Linked DNA regions of Mus musculus: region 2 is linked to region 1. Evidence: chromatin contacts called from public Hi-C data. All regions are on one chromosome and are shown on one strand. The core of a region is the stretch at or near the end of the contact, and the rest is flanking DNA. Distances in the headings are between cores, read along the strand shown.

The links. Hi-C and Micro-C count contacts between places; a contact is called where the count stands out from the background.
Region 2: a contact with region 1 is called in a Hi-C map of cerebral cortex, with 3 times the contacts expected there. The contact joins two enhancer-like sites. A contact is called at or near these places in 3 of 15 datasets of contacts at CTCF or cohesin (the NIH/3T3 cell line, embryonic stem cells and stem cell-derived epiblast-like cells), 46 of 484 Hi-C or Micro-C datasets (the C2C12 cell line, the C3H10T1/2 cell line, LSK cells and 27 more) and 8 of 115 datasets of contacts at active chromatin or transcription factors (the NIH/3T3 cell line, embryonic basal ganglia, embryonic fibroblasts and 2 more).

Annotation. Positions count from the first base shown.
Region 1 is chr6:126,563,214-126,565,913 of GRCm38.p6, forward strand. It overlaps Gm33449 (a long non-coding RNA gene), which reads right to left. Exons shown (of 2, transcript XR_378038.3): 2 at 826-2,700. Among named protein-coding and RNA genes, the nearest start is that of Gm33320, 6.0 kb to the left of the region's middle. Within about 2 kb of position 1,303, at least 19 of the 459 cell types and tissues checked have an H3K27ac peak or open chromatin away from gene starts, as enhancers often do. A contact at or near this core is called in cerebral cortex, where this site is marked.
Region 2 is chr6:126,683,988-126,686,687 of GRCm38.p6, forward strand. No RefSeq gene overlaps it. Among named protein-coding and RNA genes, the nearest start is that of Gm33581, 31 kb to the right of the region's middle. Within about 2 kb of position 1,369, at least 18 of the 459 cell types and tissues checked have an H3K27ac peak or open chromatin away from gene starts, as enhancers often do. A contact at or near this core is called in cerebral cortex, where this site is marked.

The DNA.
Region 1 (2,700 bases), core at 53-2,552:
TCTCTCTTTCTCTCTCTCTCTCCACCTCTCTCTCTCTCTCTCTCTCTCTCTCACACACACACACACACACACACACACACACTTTACCCTTTTCAATAGACACTATAATGATTCTAGGTCTTGCTACACTGCACAGAGTTAAAAGGAACACCTTGGGCAAGTGGTTCTTCAACATGCTAACTTCATTTCCTTTGGACACAGGCATGACCCTGGACTGGGATAATGTAGATCTGTTTTTAACTTGTTTTTAAAAACAAAACACTGCATATCCACAAGCATATCCATGTTCCCACCAACAGTGTCTGGCCTCTGCCTTCTCAGATCCTCAGCCATGCTTGCTAGCCTTTTTGCTCTTGATCATAGGTGGTCTAACAAATGTGTGGGGAGAATGCCTGACGTTTTGAGTTTATGTGTGTTTGGTGCCTAATGAGAGTACAGCTACCTCTTTAACTCCTAGAACCCAAGACAGGAGCAGCTACATCACCCTGTGGTCTCTTGCCTGGTTCTCGGCTCTTTGGGAGGTGCTTCTGTGTGTGCAATCACCAGATTTCACATCTTAGTGAAGAGGTGGGTGTCAAGTGGCTCTCTTAGCCACAGCTACATCCCTGCTGCTTGGAGCCATACTCTCACATGTAGGCACTCCATATTTGCTGAGTGAAAAGAAAATAAGCAAATAATTAAGTGGGTGAAATTCAAGACTAAGGCCTGGAGTGTGCCCCCACCTTGTGGCTCAGCTTGGATCTGCAACCCTTGGTGACCCAAAGTCAGTCTTCAAGTCTGGCCACCAGGCTGCCAAGCCTAGCAGGAAGTAGCTGTCGTCGTTCCTGACCCTGCCACGAGGGGGCAGATGTGTCCCATATTTTCAAGGCAACACCAGCCGCTCTGTCGCCCTAGCTGCAAAGGCACCTTGGGCATCAGGCTGAGGGAAATGTTAAATTGCTCTGCCAATATCCGTCCAGCTCAGGGACTGCTACATAGGTACTAAATGGGGCAGGGGTGGGGTGGGGTTATGAAATGGACATCTTGGGTCCTAACCCTAAGTGTGTTGGGCGCTGAAGTGAGCCTTACATATTCTGTTGTTGAGGCAGCGGGATCCCCTAACCAAAGCACTGAAGCCCTCTCCATGTTTTGATTCCAAGCAATGTCACCAAAATGGAGAGGTAGTGTTGAGTCAGCTCCTACACGTTGCTGCTTCCTACAGAAGGAGGCAGGATAACCAACCAGGAAGCTGCTGAGGCGTGGATTAGTAGCATGTGTTGTCTGGCTGGGCCAGTGAACTGTCCTGGGTGCCTGTGTCCTTGTCTCACTTCAGCTGGTCCCTCAGGCATCTCAAGGCAGGCGATGAACACAGTGATGCTGCATTTATAGGTCAAGGGACTGAGAATAAGAATGGCTAGTTAACCAGCTGATAGGCACTCCACTGGAATGTGACTGGGCTGGGATTGCAACCCAGGCAGGCCGTCTGGCTTCTGCCCACCGTGAGACTAGGGATTTGGGAAGGCATGAAGTCTGAGACTTAGAGGTGGCAGTTGAACACCGGGGGAGGTTGAAACATACAAACACCACTGACTGCCAAACGTCTTACCTCTTTTAATGCTCGAAGTCAATCTCTAATCTGACCAGGGACCTGAGCACATTCAGGCCCTTCATTCCCTCAGATGGGATGGAAGGAGCTAGCATCTGGGAAGGCCCCTTACCTCATCTCTGGAGGTGGAGGTAGAGGGGGAGGGCGATGCTGTCACCCAGCTCTCTGCAATCTGCCACACTCGGGGAGTTCTAGTCTCTATTGCTCTTTGGAAGTCACCTCTATACCCTTTCTCCCAGCTCCTAGAGATTCAATTCTGGCTGCTCCACTGTCCAGAAATGACAAGGGTGGGTATAAAGAAAACTAGACTGTGTGCCTGAAGTAAAATATGCCCTCAGCTGCTCCCTTTCAAGGGTTTGGGAGGACTAACTCAGACCTAAAGGGAAAAGCTTCAGGCTGGTCTCTCTTCCAGCGCGGTATCCCTCAGACCCTAGCTCATTCAGATGTGGAAGGGGGCAGGGCTCAGCAGAGGCCAAGGACAGGGACCTCGGCAGATAGCCTGGGTGAGTGCAGGCAGCTGGGCTCTCGTGAAGGTCAAAGTGGCAGAGAGGTCAGATGTCCTGAGAATGGAGGGCCTAGTCAGGCACGTTTCTGCCACTTAGTGGCTGAGAGGTAGGTGACTTCACTGTTAGGTCAAGGACAATGACATAATTTGTCACAGACCCAGAGAGCCCTCACTTCTTGGTCGCTGCCTCTAGAGTCAGGAGCAGCTTTTGTTCCCAGATGATAGAGTGGTAATAGGTACCTAGTCATATGGTTAGGGGCTCCCACTGAGCAAGGCCACTCTATCCTGCCACAGAGCCATTTCCTCTGCACTGACTGGCCTTTCTCCCTCAGGGAACCTAGCTTCTCCATCCCTGGTGCCTGTTCTGACCTGAGCTTGGGCCAACAGAGCTGTCCCTGCGGCAGCGACTGCAGAGAAGGCTTTGCAAGCTCATGCTCCCGCCTCTGTGGCACTGGAAGTTTCCACAAGGTTCTCTTGCTTGAAATAATGAGAAGTCCATACATAGGTTCTGCAGAACAGAAAGGAAGGGACAGGGTGGGAGAGCAGGCAGTATGTCTGTGTGCCATTACCATGGGTCAGATGGGCAGGAGCACTGAGGTGCCCACCTCTC
Region 2 (2,700 bases), core at 119-2,618, 120 kb after region 1:
TCCTTATCCCCGGCTCACCGTAGTACAATACCTTCCCTGGTGTGTCCTATTTCAGCAGAAGATGAGACAATGATGGAGATAGGCTGTTACCCCCAAATTAAGTCTGTTCTACATATTATTTTCTTGCTGTTGCTGAGCCCTCCCCTCCTGTCACTGTCCTGAAAGTCTCATCTGTGCGAGATTCCAGTCAGGCCACTCTTTGCTCTGGTTCCAGAATGGACCATTAGCTCCTGTGCATGCTTCTATCATGACAGGCTGGCTATCCTCTAGTGCCTTCAACAGTGGCCAAGCCATCGAAGCTGCCTGCTCTAAACCATGAGCTTAATAAACATTTTCCCTCCGTATTTTACAGTAGTCACCCAAGATGGCCTGATGCATAATGTCCATCTACTAAGAGTCGCTCTGCAAGCTGCACTGTCTCTCAGGCCAATATACAATGGCAGTAATTTTGCAAATTAGCCAAAACCAGAATAATAGAGAAAGCACCCTACATAAAAGAAAATGGCTTCAGGTTACCTCCTACTGTTCTGGGCTTTCAGGTGCCACAGTGATATTGAACAAAGAAACTTTAGACCTATGGTCATACCTGTGTCCCCTGAAAGCATTCAAGGGTTCAAGCCTACCCCAGTTTTCTTCCCTTGCTCAAATGGAACATGGGTGTGGCCTGCGTGACTGATAGATTGGAGTGGAGGACATAATATGGAGTCTGGGAGATGGTCACCTTCATCTGTCATCTCCCATAACAATGCCATTCCCATCCCCACTCCCACCTCACCCCCACCCCATCTCACCCACCCCCACCCCACCCACTCCTCACCTCACCCACACCCCACCCCAATCCCACCCCCACCTCACCTCCCACCTCACCCCACCCCACTCCATCTCACCCACCCCCACCCCATCCCCACTCCTATCCCACCCCACCTTACCCACCCCACCCCCACCCCAGAATGCTCCTAACGGCCTTTTGACCACTGAGTTCACACTTACTTCTATCCCTCATCTCTTCTGAAGAGGAAGTGTTCCTAGCTATCTCATCTAAACCTTTCTTGACAATAAAGAGGTCCTTCACTCCTGCCTGTCCTGTTGACATTCAGCCACCCCTGGCCTTCTTCAGCCCCTGGGGTGGGGGACATGCTGCCCTGTTCCGAGTCCTTGCCTCCTCTCCCCTACTGTGTGCTTAGGCAAGTAGCAGGCGTGGAGGGAGCAGGGAGGCAGTCTAAGCTTCAGCTAAGGCCTTCCCTCCAACATGGCTTTGCTGTCCAGATGGAGAGTCATATAAACAACAAGTCCCTGTTCTCCATCCCAGTGTCAGCCAGTGCCTGGCTCTCAGGCATCTGAGAGCTGAGCTATAATCTCCGTTTATAGTTGGGATGTCCTCTGAGAGCTAGAAATGTGTCCTGTGTAAACACTCTGAGCATGCCCTGACAGACACACAGCTTGAGAGTGAACAACTAGCTCCTGTGGTGCCCAGGGGCATGACAAAGGCATCACTTGCCTTCCTCCACACCAACCCATCAGTCACACAGGCCACACCCAGCTGATTCCTTTGCCAGGCTTCCTGAACCTGTGTTCAATTACCATTCTTTCCTTTCCGTTGGCTCTGTATCTACCAGCTGTGTGACCCTGAGCAAGTCAGTTAACCTCTCTGGGCACTGATGTTCTCAAATGAATAATGTAATACCCAGAGATGCCCCTCTGATCATTAGCACTTCAAAACATATGTGTAGACACCCTCACGTGATGGTTAGTGGACTCAAGAAGGAACAAAAATTAGTTCCTTTCCTTTTCCTTGATCCCCCTACTGTCTGACACTCTCTCTCTCTCTCACTTCCAAGAAGGCTGTAAAGAACCCAATGACTCTCTGACATCTTTACATCAGGTCTGCTTTGAGCAAGCTTTCCTGCTGCCGCTGAGGCCCCTCCCCCTACCATCGCCCTGGACTTCCCATCTCTTCGTCCTTGGAACTCTTCTGACTGTTCACGCTTCATGACCAACTGCCTGCCTCTCCCCGTGACCTCTGCTCTCTTACCTATGACCCTTCTCCAGTTGGACTTCCTCTCTGAGAAGGAAGGCAAGAGTCAGTCAGTAGCCTGACTCTCTCTATCATCTCCCTCCATGGCTCTATGTTTGCCTCCTTGGGATTTTTTTTAAGTTACCTTGAATTCCAAGAACAACGGGAAGTCAACTGTGGGCACTCGTTTGTGAGCAGTGCAGATATGCGTGCTTCTGCCTGTCCACAGCTTCGGAACGTACTGAGCGGCTCTGTTAGTTGCATGGGCTACAGCCTGCAAAGTAGACCTAATTCTCTTTGCCAGCTGGCCACTGCAAAACACACTGAGTTTTTTATTGTAATATTAGCTAATAGTAACTCTCAGATTACACACCGTAATATGTGTGTAATATATATGTACATATGTAGATGAGTAGTGGGGGGGGGACAGAATGCCACAAGAGGGCTCAAGGGGCTGCTACAGAGTTGAAGGCCTTCTAAAGGCCTCTCTGAGGGATTGAAGGAGGAAGCTAAGAGAAATTCAAGACAAGTCTCTTCAGGCATTAGACAAGTCTCTTCAGGCATTAGGTAACCCATCCTATTGGTGGTGCGAGGGTTCCCAGCATAAAGATATGGAGTCAGAGTTCAGCTGGGCCTCTGGGTTGGGCCATCCTGTCCTGACTGGATGAGAGACTGTAAAGTCCATA